5 separate regions of the Mus musculus genome follow, and all the other regions are linked to region 1. Evidence: chromatin contacts called from public Hi-C, HiChIP or PLAC-seq and promoter capture Hi-C data. All regions are on one chromosome and are shown on one strand. Each heading gives the region's core, a stretch centred on a gene start, on an enhancer-like site or on the middle of the called end of the contact. The rest is flanking DNA. Distances are from core to core; before and after follow the strand shown. Region 1 holds the start of Tafa2 (TAFA chemokine like family member 2). Region 2 has its middle 35 kb from the start of Gm29862. Region 3 has its middle 4.5 kb from the start of Gm29862. Region 4 has its middle 19 kb from the start of Gm36884. Region 5 has its middle 16 kb from the start of Slc16a7.

Evidence for each region. Promoter capture Hi-C pulls out the DNA fragments that hold promoters and counts their contacts. A called contact is a pair of places that touch in the nucleus more often than the background predicts. HiChIP or PLAC-seq counts read pairs in DNA pulled down with a chosen protein or histone mark.
Region 2: an H3K4me3 HiChIP or PLAC-seq map of embryonic limb bud shows a contact between it and region 1, with 18 times the contacts expected there. The contact joins the enhancer-like site here to the promoter of Tafa2 in region 1. A contact is called at or near these places in 9 of 39 promoter capture datasets (the 3T3-L1 cell line, 3T3-L1-derived adipocytes, the C10 cell line and 6 more), 1 of 115 datasets of contacts at active chromatin or transcription factors (embryonic limb bud) and 2 of 9 other capture datasets (embryonic stem cells and embryonic tail).
Region 3: a contact with region 1 is called in a promoter capture Hi-C map of cranial neural crest. The contact joins the enhancer-like site here to the promoter of Tafa2 in region 1. A contact is called at or near these places in 16 of 39 promoter capture datasets (the 3T3-L1 cell line, the C10 cell line, cranial neural crest and 9 more), 1 of 15 datasets of contacts at CTCF or cohesin (stem cell-derived epiblast-like cells), 7 of 484 Hi-C or Micro-C datasets (the AtT-20 cell line, adipose-derived mesenchymal stem cells, cranial neural crest and 3 more), 9 of 115 datasets of contacts at active chromatin or transcription factors (the NIH/3T3 cell line, VIP interneurons, embryonic forebrain and 6 more) and 1 of 9 other capture datasets (liver).
Region 4: a contact with region 1 is called in a Hi-C map of uterus, with 5 times the contacts expected there. The contact joins the enhancer-like site here to the promoter of Tafa2 in region 1. A contact is called at or near these places in 5 of 39 promoter capture datasets (the 3T3-L1 cell line, cranial neural crest, embryonic stem cells and 2 more), 2 of 484 Hi-C or Micro-C datasets (palatal mesenchyme and uterus), 6 of 115 datasets of contacts at active chromatin or transcription factors (craniofacial prominence, embryonic forebrain, embryonic hindbrain and 3 more) and 2 of 9 other capture datasets (adipose tissue and embryonic stem cells).
Region 5: a promoter capture Hi-C map of cranial neural crest shows a contact between it and region 1. The contact joins the enhancer-like site here to the promoter of Tafa2 in region 1. A contact is called at or near these places in 9 of 39 promoter capture datasets (the 3T3-L1 cell line, cranial neural crest, embryonic stem cells and 6 more), 1 of 484 Hi-C or Micro-C datasets (cerebral cortex), 5 of 115 datasets of contacts at active chromatin or transcription factors (craniofacial prominence, embryonic forebrain, embryonic hindbrain and 2 more) and 3 of 9 other capture datasets (adipose tissue, embryonic stem cells and pancreatic islet).

The regions. Positions count from the first base shown.
Region 1 is chr10:123,262,725-123,265,498 of GRCm38.p6, reverse strand. Tafa2 (TAFA chemokine like family member 2) reads right to left here and starts at 1,423. Exons shown (of 5, transcript NM_001252387.1): 1 at 1-1,423.
Region 2 is chr10:125,807,988-125,810,761 of GRCm38.p6, reverse strand. No RefSeq gene overlaps it. Among named protein-coding and RNA genes, the nearest start is that of Gm29862, 35 kb to the right of the region's middle. Within about 2 kb of position 1,366, at least 27 of the 459 cell types and tissues checked have an H3K27ac peak or open chromatin away from gene starts, as enhancers often do. A contact at or near this core is called in embryonic limb bud and second pharyngeal arch cranial neural crest, where this site is marked.
Region 3 is chr10:125,777,109-125,779,882 of GRCm38.p6, reverse strand. No RefSeq gene overlaps it. Among named protein-coding and RNA genes, the nearest start is that of Gm29862, 4.5 kb to the right of the region's middle. Within about 2 kb of position 1,327, at least 2 of the 459 cell types and tissues checked have an H3K27ac peak or open chromatin away from gene starts, as enhancers often do.
Region 4 is chr10:125,724,131-125,726,904 of GRCm38.p6, reverse strand. No RefSeq gene overlaps it. Among named protein-coding and RNA genes, the nearest start is that of Gm36884, 19 kb to the left of the region's middle. Within about 2 kb of position 1,399, at least 27 of the 459 cell types and tissues checked have an H3K27ac peak or open chromatin away from gene starts, as enhancers often do. A contact at or near this core is called in adipose tissue and uterus, where this site is marked.
Region 5 is chr10:125,323,588-125,326,361 of GRCm38.p6, reverse strand. It overlaps a transcript of Slc16a7 not described here. Among named protein-coding and RNA genes, the nearest start is that of Slc16a7, 16 kb to the right of the region's middle. Within about 2 kb of position 1,396, at least 38 of the 459 cell types and tissues checked have an H3K27ac peak or open chromatin away from gene starts, as enhancers often do.

The DNA of each region.
Region 1 (2,774 bases), core at 174-2,673:
CGGTAGCTTCCGCGGGCCGACGCCAGCCTCACCGCTCCTGCATCGCTTCCGAGATGCCGGTCCGCTGGCACCATCCAGGGGCATAGGGACCTCAAGTCCGCCGGTGTGTGTTCGCAGAGGGCGAGCGAGTGTGAGTGCTGCCTCCTCCGAAGGCTAAAGGGGGGCTCGGCAGCGTCTTCACCTACAAGCTGGGGTCCCCCTTCCCCGAAGCAAAAGGAAGGTGCAGCGCGCGAGGTCGGTCCCCGGGCTCTGCTCTTTATCCCACAGTGTCAAAGTAATCGGAAGGGTCGTCGACCGAGGGGGAGAGCCAAAGTCTCCGCAGCCCCCGGCGGCGCCCGCGGTCGCCCGCTGTCCCCGGCGATGCGCTGCGCGCGGTGGTGCGCTCGGCTCCCGCGACTGCGAGGATCCAGGCGGGCTCCAGCCACCGCCGCTCTTATTCCATCTCCGGTTTGTTTGCTTTGAGCGGCGAGCGAGGACTTTTCCTCTCGCCCCGCGTCGGCTCTCCCTTGCACACAAACGCGCGCGCTCACACGTTCCCCCTCTCCCGCCCTCCCCCGGGTTCTCTAGGGAAAGGCAATTGGACGCGGTGATTCACCTTCAGCAGAGCAGCCTCCGCCGCCGAGCACACTCCTCGAGTTCCCCGGCTCTCCCAGGTCTGCAGGCTCCCGGTGTGGAGCGGTTCTGAGCAGGCTCGCGGGCTGTGCGCTCGGCCGGCGTCCTCCCCGGGAGACGCCTGCGTTCCCGCAGCTCGCACTCGGGTCCCGCGGGTGCCCTCTCGGACACCTGGGCGCCGTCGAGTCGCGTCCACTTAGCAGCAACTCCCGGCCAGCTGCAGCCCCTCGATCGCGCCTCCAAGTGCAGCCGGTAGAGCTCCTCGCATCCCACCCGCCGCCACTCTCCGCATCGTGTGCTCCAAGGGAGGGAACCCCTCTGCTGTCCCCCCAAGTCACGAGCGCGCCGGCACCTTCACCACCTTGGAGGTGCGAGTTCCAGCAGCAGACACAAGCGAGCAGGTGTCGCCTGTGTCACTTCGCCAAAGGCGGGAGTGAGAAAGAACGGAACAAGGGGAGGGGCCCGAGGAAACAAATCCAGATCACCAGAAGAAAAAAAAAAAAAAAGCCAAAAAATAAAATAAAATAAAATAATTTTAAAAAGCAATCAAAGCTTCTCCCTCTCTGAGTCCCACCACAAGCTCTGTACTGTTAAAATACACTAAAGATAATGTTCGAAAGTCACCCCAACGGGCAGAGCCCTGCTAGTCCACCCTAGACCCCTGTTCCACTCAGCGGGCTGGCCGTTGGGAGCGACTGGCCCCACTGTACAAAGCACAGAGAAGGCAGGCAAAGATGGGTTCTGACACTCCAGGCTGAGTTAAGCAGTAAAATGGGACGGCTGGACCGGGAGGCTTTGACTCCCTCTGTCTCCCTCCCAATTCTGTCAGCAGTGGCTGCAGATGCTGAGAGCAAACCACCTTCCTGCAGAAAGAAAAAAAAAAAAAAAAAAGTATAAGACAGCAAACGTTGCAAATGCTGGACTATGTCTCCCTCTAGCGGTAAATCTGGATTAGAACGCTTTGCCGGCTGTCACGGAGACTCATAATTTTTCTTCCAAAAAAATAAACAAGAATTTTCTTACACTATCCGATTTAAGAGGATTTTGAATTTCTACAACTAACAAATTCTGACAGAGTCAAAGTTAAGGGGGTTTTAACACAATCCCATGATAGCATATTCATTGCTAAAGGAATATCCTAACTTTACAGAGATTTCAGAGACAGATCCTAGAAGGTCATGTCCTTAAGGTTTGGCCAAATTGGGTCCTGGTTTAAGCGGTGTACATAAGATCTTCCAAGAAAGGACTTCTTAGACTCAGCTCATTTTGATCGTGCTTATGAATGAGAAAACATTTAAGCTAGTGGTTAGGATAGTACGAAAAATGAGTAAGACTTAGACACAATGAGAGAAAATGTCGACTCTGGAACGCTTACTCAGGGATCTTGTCTGTAACTGACTCCTCTCTCGTTCCACTAGGTTAATTTTTCAAACTAGCTAAATTCTCCCCAGGTCTAAGTAGTTGTGTTTCCCCAGCCCTGAGTCATTGAAAGATTAGCATAATTCTTTCCACCATCTATAAACTACCACTTATTACCATAGTTACTAAGAACTAAGGAATATGTTTTAGCTGGTGATTTTATGGTAACATAATTTAGCCTTATTTTCTATCTAAAGGGTTTTATGTAGTTGATTTGGGAGGGCTATTTTAACAAAGCATTCCTGCAAATTTTATTAAAAAGATTTGTTACGTCAGACACAACTAAGCTAGGCACACCTGTAACTTTGCTGTTTAGAGTTTGTGAACATTGTCATTTAGTGGGAGGTGTGCCTTAGGCATTTGTGTGCTTTTAAATAGAAAATATGTATCAAGGTCATGATTAAACAGTTTTCTATTCATTTTGAATTTTTTATTTATTCTTTTCTAACTTGATCATTGTACTTAGTCTACTCTTTAAAAAAGGCAATAATTTACTTTTTCAATTGGGAGTAACTGAAGCAATTTCAAATAAAAATCCAAAACAAAATAATATAGGGTTTTGAATTTTAATCGATTGTATCTGGTAGGTTTGTGAGACTCCGGGGCATGGCAATCATTGTGCACAACATATCTTCAAATGACCTCTTTCAAAAGACCAGTGTCTCGTATGATTAAAGACTTTTATTTTATCACAATTACATGGTAACTCATTTCCTGGGGGAACAAGGTTTTTTGTTGTTGTT
Region 2 (2,774 bases), core at 117-2,616, 2.5 Mb before region 1:
CTGGGTTAAATTACTTCCCCTGGGTCATTCAATTAATCATTTGGAGAGCAAGGACCAGACTCCTCCTCAAGACCCTCATTTCACATCTGGAGCAGGCAAGCCAGGCCTCTACTCTCCGAAGCACTTTCTTTAATTTAATTTAAAAAGAAATCATTTCTTTCACAAATCAATGAAGTTTTGAACTGTTTTGCACGGAATCCAAAAAAAAGAAAAAAAAAAAAAACCTCTCTCTTCCCTGTGACTTAAAACACAGATAGGCAGCATTAACTACATAGAACTACCATAGATTGCTTTCTGGTTGATCTTTAATTCAAGAATTTGAAGTCTCTGTCAAAATTACTTTGGACCAACCCTGTCTCTGAGATTTCAACCTATTATTCTTGGGAGCCGGGAAAAAAAATGAGTTACAGATACGAGAAAGCCATGTGTGCACGGTTTAGCTGTCGCATGAGCAATCGTGTGATATATTGCTCTTCTCACTAATAACCACAAAGCAGGTAGAGGCATGGCAGACTAATTTGGTTTATATGTCCAGCTGTAAGGCTAGACACTGCATCATTCTTCTCAGAAACCAGTGACTTTAGGCATGTGGAACTCTGTAGTCATGACAACAATAAACCAAGGCACTCTCAGCTCAGAAACTGCCTTGTCTCCATTACTTCCTGCTCATGACCTGACTTTTCTTACTCTCTGGGGCTGGGGGCTGGGGATTTGTGAAAGATCTATTGAACAGAGTTCCAGTATAGGTTTAATGTTTAAAAATGTCTGGGCTGGAAGTTTTGCTTGCACAGATGGCCAGAGGCCTCGAGAAGGAATAGATCAATCACCGTTACTGCTAATGACACAGTTATGAGGGTGGACCCAAAGGTGAGCTGACTTGGAAGAGGGGAGAAGGCAATGCAATGTGGAGAGTGACTTGGAAGCATTTCTTTGTAAGTATGGCAGATAATTTTATAATTATAGCAAGGGTTCTGAAGAGACGTACCCTAACCACGTCTGGAACAATACTCAAACGTATTCAGACAGAAAACTGAGCGCGTGCAAATGCACGCATGATGCTTTTAATTGTAGAAAGAACTGATTAGCAGATGCTCAAGGGACAATCTACACGGAATCTTATCTTGTGTCCCATGTATGCAGGGAGTCCTATGGCTACTGTCAGAGAGCGCATAGCTCAGCAGTCAGAGTACCAACCCCTGAATGCAGTGATTGCTTTTGATTGCCACAAGTAATATTTGGAGAGCATTGCCTAAGTCTTTTCATACTCAACTGCAAGGAGAGATTATACACTTTTCACGGTAGCTCTGTTGAGGTATAAAACAGATGGAGAGAGAGGTCTTAGCCCCATGCCATGCAAATATTCAACAAGAGGGAGCCCCCCTCCCCAGCAGTGTCCACACCGCTGGTGCTATGGGGAGGATTTGAGACGAAATCTGACTTCTACTTGGCTCATGCTCGCATGCTTCATTGTTACAGCTTTGTTACACCCAAGTGAAAAATTGTAGCATCGATGGATGCTTCACTGTTACAGCTTTGTTACACTGGAAGTGATGAATTCTAGCACGAATTACATTTGCCATCCCAGACCCTAACAACAATTGCCCATCTTTTCCCAGGACTATTTTCTACTAACTTAGCACTCACACGCCGGTAAACAGAGGAATAAAATATGGACCAAATCCTAGATAGTGTCAGATGCTTCCTCTCATGTCTGTGCTCTTAAAAACTGAATGGCAATGTCCCAGACATTAGCTTCATCACAGGCTTGACTTCTATGGAAAAGAGTTGCAGCCCTGAGGTCAGTTCTTGGCATGGCCTCAGATAGTATGGATTGCATTCAAAAGTATGGTTGGGATTTTTTTGTTGTTGTTGTTGTTTTGTTTTTCTCAAATTGTGTTTTATTTTTATATTTTTATTAATTATTTACTTTACATCCTGACTACATCTTCCTCTCTCTCCTACCTTCCTACTCCCTCTCTCTCCCCTCCCCTCCCCTTTGTCTTCAGAGAAGGGGAGGCCTCCCCTGGATATCAGTCTGCCTGATATCAAGCTGCAATAGGACTGGGTGCACCTTCTCCTATTGAGCTTAGACAAGGCAGCCCAGTTAGGGGAAAGGGGTCCAAAGACAGGCAACAGAGTCAGAGACAACAGCCCCTGCTCCAATTTTCAGGGGTACTATATGAAGACCAAGCCACATATCTGTTACATATGTGTTGGGGGCCTAGATGTATCCCATGCATGCTTCTGGTTGGTGGTTCAGTCTCTGTGAGCAGCTATGTCCCAGGTTCATTGATTCTGTAAGGTTCCTTGTAGTATCCTTGACACCTTTAGATAGTTCAAGTCTTCCCCTCTTCCACAGGATTCCTCAAGCTCTGCCTATCATTTGGTTGGGGGGTCTCTGCATCTGTTTCCATCATTTGCTAGGTGAATCCTCTCAGAGGACAGTTGTACTAGGCTCCTGTCTGCAAGTACTGCAGACTATCATTAACAGTGTCAGGGGTGGGCTCTCTCTCATGTCATGGGTCTCAAGTTGGGCCAGTCACTGGTTGGCCAATCCCTCAATTTCTATTACATTTGTATCCCTGTATATCTTGTAGGCAGGACAAATTGTGCCTGGAAGGTTTTGTGGGTGGGTTGGTGTCCTAGTCCTTCCATTGGAAGTCTTGCCTGGTTACAGAGTTGATTATTTTAGGTTCCCCCATCCTGGGAGTTTCCCTTGTCCTGGGATTCTAGTTTATTGAAGAGATGTCCCCACTCCTCCAATCCTGGTCTCT
Region 3 (2,774 bases), core at 78-2,577, 2.5 Mb before region 1:
GCCATTATGCGACTTCTGGGAATCAAATCCAGGAACGTCATAAAGCCCTTAACCACTGAGCCATCTCTACCGTCTCCCATAATGAAACTTTTACAAACAATTTAAGAGCTAATAAGAGGGGAACCTGGGTATGGAGATTAAGGATGTATGACAACTCTCTTTGTTATCTTTGCAATATTTATTTTAGAAACATGTAAACTACTGTGAAGAGTTTGTTTTCTAAATGAAAGTATCAGAAAAAAAAAACAGTAACACTGACTTAATCATGTATTGATTTTGGTTCCTCTGTAGTAATGTATTTGCTTAGTTTATTTTCCAAATATGATAATTTCATTAGGGTCTGAAGAGATAAAATAAAACGCATGCTCATTTATTATTTCAAAGAGCAAATATTTACTAGCAGTAGCAATTATAGCCAACCTTTATCAAGTGTTTATTATCACCAAAAAAATGTCCTTGGAACTTGGCAAACCCCGTTTCATTTGGTGCTTACAAGGTCATGAACACTGCATGTCATTACTGTCTTTTGGCTATAGATGGAGAAACTGAGGCTAGGGAGCTAAGCATTTTGCCAACGACCCTTTGCAAAGCAAAGGTATGCTTATAAACAGCCTCTCTGCTCTCTTTAGGCTTGGGTTTGCTTTTTCCTTTTTTGGAGATTGAATCTAAGGCCGAACAAACGTTGAGCACAAGCTTTGCTACAAAACTCCCCGCACAACCCCATGCTGTTAGAGTCCCTAACCTGGCTTCAGTTGCTTGGGACAGAAACGGAACTACAGGCATTGCATGGAAAAACTTTACTTTTCCCATGTTTTAAAAAAAAAAAAAGTGCCAGCTTCGGTGGTCAGTCTAGGCTGAGTAAGGTACTTACTTCTGTGTTGTCGCTCTGACTCCGTGCTTGGCACATCCAGCTTCAAGGAGGAAGGACTTACCTGAGTTCAGAATTAGTTCAGGTTTTAGTCCATAGTCTTTGGCTATGTTGCTTATGGATTTGAAGAGATTCCAAATATCATGGCAATAGGAGGTGGTTCTTTGCTGAATAACGGGAAGGGAAGCAGACAGAAGGAAATGACTTGGGGCAGTATTCTCTCAGTGGACTATTCCCTCCGTTTAGACTCCTCCCTCCTCTTAAAATTTCCACCACCTTTCTTGAAGCCCCAGCTGGAGACTTATGGAATACATTTCATATTGAAACCATAATAAGGAGACAACCGAAGACGTCAGCGCTTGGATTTCTTCTTCATTTGAGCAATGCTTCCTGCCTTTAGAGCCCAGGCCCATTCATTGCAGGTGGGTTCTAAGATGGAAGAAGAAAACTGAAAAATGACAATCCGTGATCTTAAATCACAGTTAATCAGCCAAGACCACGTCACAGTCTGGACTGGGCTGTAGTGATCATTATACGGAAACGAATGTCACTGACACCCAGCAGGAGAGAAGCATGCAGTCTTCCAGGAAGAAAGGGCACCCAATCTTACCAGACAAGGGAATTAGAGGCCTTAGGACGGAGACATTCATTTCAGGTATTAGAGTGAACATGAGTGGTCTAGGTTAGCAACTAACAGCCACCTGGTGTGGAGGAGGCTCAGGACTTGTCTCTAAACAACACTATTCCTTCAGCTCTCCTCTTTATTTCTGTCTTGCCTCATGGCTCTCCCTCTGTCCATCCGGTCTCGTGGAGAATTCTCTGGCCACTTCATCCAGAGAAGCCCCTCCTGTTGTCTGTAGCTTATCTCTCAACAATTTATTAATCCGTAAGAGTTTGGAGAGTGCAGAAATAGCAGTCATTTAATCTGTTTAATTTCAGAGCACGCTATCAATCGGAAATTGTTTTCTTCTGAGTATAATTCCTGACATGACCTTCAGATGTTTAACCATGGGATATCCTTATGCATTATCTTATTCTTGTTTTATTTCATGATGTACCTTGTTAGCCATCAGGCATCTTCGCAGCCTGCCCCAGGGACCAGCGATAGCAGGATAGTCTAGTCGCAGCTGCAAGCCCCGCCCCCGCACGCATGTGGTACATCCCCTTATTAAAGGCCAGTCCCTCCTCATTTTGCTCTTTTCTTCTCCACCCTCGCCCTGAGGCATCCTCTGTACACCCACTCCCCAATAAACCTTCCGTGTGAAATCTGCCACTCAATGCAACTTTATGATGTCTGCCACTTATATCATAACATAACTTATTTTGCAATTTTATTTACCTAAAGCTAAGAACTTTAGAATAGGTATTGATTCTAATAGGTGTCTCAACATCCCTCAAACTTTTCTTTCTTCTTTTGATTCTTTGTTTCTTTTCTTTCTTCCTTTTTATCTTTTGGTTCTTTGACACAGGGTTTCTCGGTGTAGCCCAGGCTGTCCCGGAACTAGCCTTGTAGACCAGCTGGCCTTGAATTCAGGGATCTGCCTGTCTCTGCCTCCCAAGTGCTGGGATTAAAGGTGTTCACCACTACACTTGGCTTCAAATTTTTCGTATGATAACGCATGGTAGATGAATAAATTCATTGCTGTTGAATGTCTAATAGGGGTCCATTACCATGTATTCAATGGAACCATTTCTGTTGTGAAAGCATTTGGGAGGTTTATCCCCACCATTATTTAGGGCTATTCTGGTTACACTTCTTGGTAGATTAGCTGCTGTTTCTGCAGTTGATTACTGTGACACCGGACGTGTGGTGTGTCATTTTGTGATTCCTGTTTCTACATGATTGCAGAGATATTTATGTATACAATCCCTCTGCCTGCTGAGGCCCCATCAACAGCAAAGAAAG
Region 4 (2,774 bases), core at 150-2,649, 2.5 Mb before region 1:
GAGTGGAGAATCAAGGAAACATTTGCTAGATCGAGTGTGCAATAAAACAAAACAAAACAAAACAAAACAAAACAAAAAAACAGTTTACAAAGCTGGGGGAACTCGCGGGGCCTCAGCTCAGGCATCTCTGGCTGCTGGCCACAGTCCTTCCTGTCCCTAGATCCAGACAGGGCAGCCCTCAGCTGATGAGAGAAGGGTCAGAGACATTTCTGCTTGTCTAGTCTCAAGTTTACTCCCTTGTGCCACGGCACCAAAGATTAGCGTAGCACGCTCCTGTTAGTCCAGCCCTGGTTTTCTTTCTTAAAAGAGAAAATTTAACAGAAGTTTTTATTTTTCCCCCCCGTTTGTTGATTTCTTTCAAGAAAGGGTCAAAAATTTATCTTCAAAATACTAGTTGTAGAGATGCATACAAATAACAAAAAGAAAAAAAGAGAGAGAGAAAGAAAGGAAGGAAGGAAGGAAGGAAGGAAGGAAGGAAGGAAGGAAGGAAGGAAGGGGGAGAGAGAGAGAGCTAGGGAGAGAGAGAGAGAGAGAGGGAGAGAGCGAGAGAGAGAGAGAGAGAGAGAGAGAGAGAGAGAGAGAGAGAGAGAGAGAAAGAAAAGAAAAGAAAAAAGAAAAGAAAAGAAAAGAAAAGAAAAGAAAAGAAAAGAAAAGAAAAGAAAAGAAAATACAGATTTTTAAAGAGCCAGCGAAATATCATCTCTTACTTGGCTCACTTTTAAAGTTAGAGGATTGTACAGAATGGCGCCTGTGTGGCTGTGCGCATGCGCACTTCCCATCCCAACTTTGGGTAGAAGAGATTCTCCCCTATAGAGGGAGAGAGAGGAGCTTTGCATCTGTTGAGGCAGGGCTAAGTCAGTGTGAGAAAGTCAGGAGCAGCCGCACTTGACACCCACTCTTGTCAGTTCAGGCCACTGAGGCTGAGCAGAAGGGACGCTGGGCCTTGTCCCAGATGCTGGGTCTGAGACTCGAGATTTCCCTCTGCCCGCCCCTCCCCCATAGCCTTCCTTTGTTTCCCTGGAGGGTTATTTATGTTGCTAATTCAAGACTTTGACTTGTAGGATAAACCCATGCTGTGTGTTTATAGAACAGGCAAGGCGGAACCCTGGGTCCCTTTGATTGGAGATGATTTTCACATGTTTCCTGGTTCCCCTTTTGTGAAGATTTATCTTCAAACTCGAGACTTCCCTCCTTCTCACTTCAGACTTAAACTACTTAAATCTAGAAAAATAAAATTGTTTAACTGAACCTACTTCCCTAATAACTTTAGAAGAGCCAGCCAACAAATTGTTTACTTGAGAGGACCGTAGCCTTTTCTTCCGCTCTTCAATCACCCTCAAGGAGAAGGCAGATGTGAGTGGCTGGGACCTGGTGGAGCACGTGGGCGCGTTTGCCCAGCGTGGTGGGTACCGCCCTCTGTAGGGTAAAATTAGGCTTACTCGAATCTGCTAGATTGTCTTGCCCTCTAGTGGTCAGTACAAAAAAAAAAAAAAAAAAAAAAAAAACCACACACGAACATTGCAACTTGCAATGACTGTGTCTTAACGTTTACTTATAGGTAGGCGAATCGAATTATTATTGAGTTAAATCAATCTGCTATCATGCAAGATAGCACATATAGTTGGGCTTACGTGTACGTTTTTATGGGTGGAGGATGGATCCCATCGCCCTTTGCAAACTAAGATGTGCTTAGCCACGGAGCTGCGTGTCCCAGAACAGCATCATGTTTTACTGAATTAAATAAATTAAATGGCCACTTCCAAAATTCCTTAGGGGATACATTACAACATACAATTGTACATGTTGACGGAGCACCATCTTACACTGTTGTATGTACACATATCACATAATACGAAATCCAGACGCATCTAATTCCTCACACACGTATAATTTGCTTATCATGAGAACAGACAGGATCGTTCCTTGGAGCTTTTTAAAACACACAGTGCTGTTGTCATCCAGTGACCCCACTGGGCAGCGGCGGGCCAGATTTTCCTTCTCCATAACTGTACATTACTGCCTGTTAGCCAACATTTCTTAACCCACCCTTTCCACTCGCTCCAAACACCTTACCCTTATTTTCTATATCTCATACAGATTCCATTTATGAATGAACTCTCGAGGCAGTTGGCTTTCTGTTGTTGGCTTATCTCATTTAACATTACAATCTCTGGTTTTTCATCTGTGCTTATTTATTTATTTATTTATATTTTTGAATGATCACATTGTATTGTGAGTGACAGAATAGTAAGTAATCCACTTTAATATTCACTGTATCCATCCATCAACCATGAGAAACTTAGAGAGTTTCTTCAGCTTGGCTCCCATGGATAGCATTTGTCTTAGTTAGGGTTTTACTGCTGTGAACAGACACCATGACCAAGGTAATTCTTATAAGGACAACATTTAATTGGGGATGGTGTTTACAGGTTCAGAAGTTCAGTCCACTATCATCAGGGCAGGAGCAAGGCAGCATCCAGGCAGGCATGGTGCAGGAGGAGCTGAGAGTTTGACATCTTCATCTGAAGGCTGCTAGCAGTATACTGACTTCCAGTCAGCCAAGACAAGGGTATTAAAGCCCACACCCATAGTGTTACACCTACTCCAATGGGGCCACACCTCCAAATAGTGCCACTCCCTGGGCCAAGCACATACAAACCATCCCAGCATTTCAGTGAACATGAGAGTGCAGATGTCTCTTCAATGTGCCCACTAAATTCCCTTTGGATACCCAGTAGTGAGATGGGTGGATCATACAGTAGTTTTATTTTATG
Region 5 (2,774 bases), core at 147-2,646, 2.1 Mb before region 1:
AGTTTTATCTGGTTTTAAACATGAATGCCATGGATTTGAACTCAGGTCTTTCTGACTGCAGATCAAGCACTCTCACTCACTGAAGCATCTCCGAAGCCGGAGGTTACTTTTGTTATTGTTATTGTTGTTGTTGTTTTATGTTGGGTATGTGCAGATTTCTTTTTATAGTTGTAGTATACGCTTCAATTGGCACATGGCAACAAACTAATTTCTACTCTGATGCACTGGGTTGTTTTACATTTGCTCTTCATTCTGCCAACCCAAGTTTACAAATCTAGTTACCATCAAAAAGTTTATCTCTATTTCTTTATCCCATTAGTAGACACAGATAACCTGGGTTATACACTGTAGAAGTTTGTCAGGATCTGATAAATTTAAGCAACTCAGAGACACATAACACTTTAGATTCTCTTTAAAACAAACAAACAAAAAAGACAGAGGGGGATTAAGGCCATGAAGGATCCTTAATGTCCACTGGCTTTGCAGAGCATGGGAGAGTCATATGACCTGTGGGAGTCCCCATTCCTTGAGTTCTTAACGGGGACTGGAGCAGTTGTCAGGCTTGACCTAATCGGTACAGTGTGCCAAGCGGGCCTGGTATGGGATGCATCCTTGTAAGCATTCCTAGTGCTGCCCTGACAAAGCCCCACCATGTGGGTGGCTTAGACCAACTCAAAATTATTCTCATTCCATTTTAGAACCTCGAAGTGTGAAATAAGGTGTAGGCTGGGCTGTCTCTTCTTCTCTCTTCCGGACTGGCCTGACCCAGGCTTTGCTTCTCTTGTGGTAATACAACACCAGTCTTCCCATGACATCTCTCTATATCCCGTGGGTACATTCCTACAACGGCACCCTTCATGCCTGCTTGGGAGCCAGTCTACTCAGTATAAGAGTGTGGATCTAGAGCACCCTTCAGAGTTGCTTGTGGGACGTGCATTGCTCTGACTCAGCTCTTCAAGGGGCGGGGGAAGCTTTAGGATGTGTGGGTTAGCGGGAGGAGCTTGGGTATAGGAGACAGGCCCTTAAGGAGATGGTGAGGTCTAGGCCCCATCCTCCTCCTGCCTTTACTTCCCCAGTGAGGAAGTATGCACACTTGTCCTGTCACAAGCCCAACCACAGAGCAAACTGATCAGGGCCCAAAATAGCTTAAACCATTAATAGCAAAATATGTGCCCTGTAGTTTTAAGTCGATTATTGATTGGGTTGTTTTTGAAACTGAAAGTTTAGTAATGTACTTTGTTTCCCAATAATGTCACATGGTAAAAAAACCAAAACAAAACAAACAAACAAAAAAAAAAACCAACCAAACAAACAAAAAACTAGAAGCCAGGGCTTCTCTTCAGGAATGTTAGATAATGAGGTAATAGCCTGTCCTTGATCGTACCAACCCCACATACACTCACCAGATCCCAGTATTTCAAATACCAGCCCTTCCAACCTCAACCCTTAGTCTACATCCCCTCAAAAGAAAGAACTCAAGTTCCAGAATAAAATCCTTCTCCTATGGACCTTTGACATCATGGAAACCAGTGTCATTTATTCCAAGCTAAGATAGGGAGAGAGAAAGGAAAACTTCATAAAGCAAGCAAGCAAGCAAGCAAGCAAACAAACAAAACAAAGCAAACAAGGAAGTGGAAAGAAACAAAGGTTTCATCAGCGTGATGCAAGTGCACGCACTGTCTCATAAAGCAAATTCCACCAGGCTGTGCTCAGGCTTGACTGACACATCGTCCTCTGAACCTCCACTGGAAATGTGGGCCTCGGCCCAGAGTCTCAGCCCTGCTGCACGGGCCTCGGCCCAGAGTCTCAGTCCTGCTCTGGACCAGTTCCGTGCTCCTCAGTCTTTATCTCAGCCCCGGACCTTCCATCCTTGGACTCAGCTCTGCTTCTTCTTCCTTCGTTCTCACCTGTAATTCTTCTCTCTCTGGACGAGCAGCCGCAGTTCTGCCTCAGACTTCCCCATGAGCTTTCTGTGTGTTTGCCCCTCTGGTTTTGTTGCCTTTCAAGGCAGGCTGTTTCTGATGCTGGAAGGCTTTCAAACATCTGCCACCCATTTGCACAATCCAAGGGATGCCAAGTCCTCGGACAAGAGGGTCTTCTGTGCGTTTTTCTTACATTCTTTTCTGTTTGGCCTGGGATTTTAAACTTAGACATTTCCTTGAATGTTTTTCCCATCTATTTTATTCTTTGAGAATTTTATATACTGTATTTGTTGACTTTTTAAAATTTTGAGGTTGCAATATAATACAATTCTACCATTTTCTTTCTCCTCTCCTCCCATTCAACCTTTTTAATATGCCTCCTTGCTCTCTTTCAAATTCACAGCTAATTTTATTAAGTGTTGTTGCATTATATTATACATAGTATATTAATCATTATACATAATATATTATTATATAAATAAAATAGGATATGATAGTATATAATTATACATAATAATATATTGTATTAATGTTATATATTATATAAATCCATGACTATAATATGTAATATTTAAACTTAATATTATAAATGGATTATATAATACAATATTAATGCAACAATAAAGCTATTAATGTGATAATGATAGTAAAATATATTAGTGATGAATTAACGTGTATTAATATATGTATATATTGATACATATACATAAGCAGCTCAGTCTAAATAGTGCTACTTGCATGTCAAGTTTTCAGAGCTGGCCATTTGTTATTGGGTAACCAATTGGTGTGCTCTCCCCTGGAGAAGGCTATTTCTCCCTCTCTCAGCATTCCTTAGCTGCCTTTTGTGCTTTG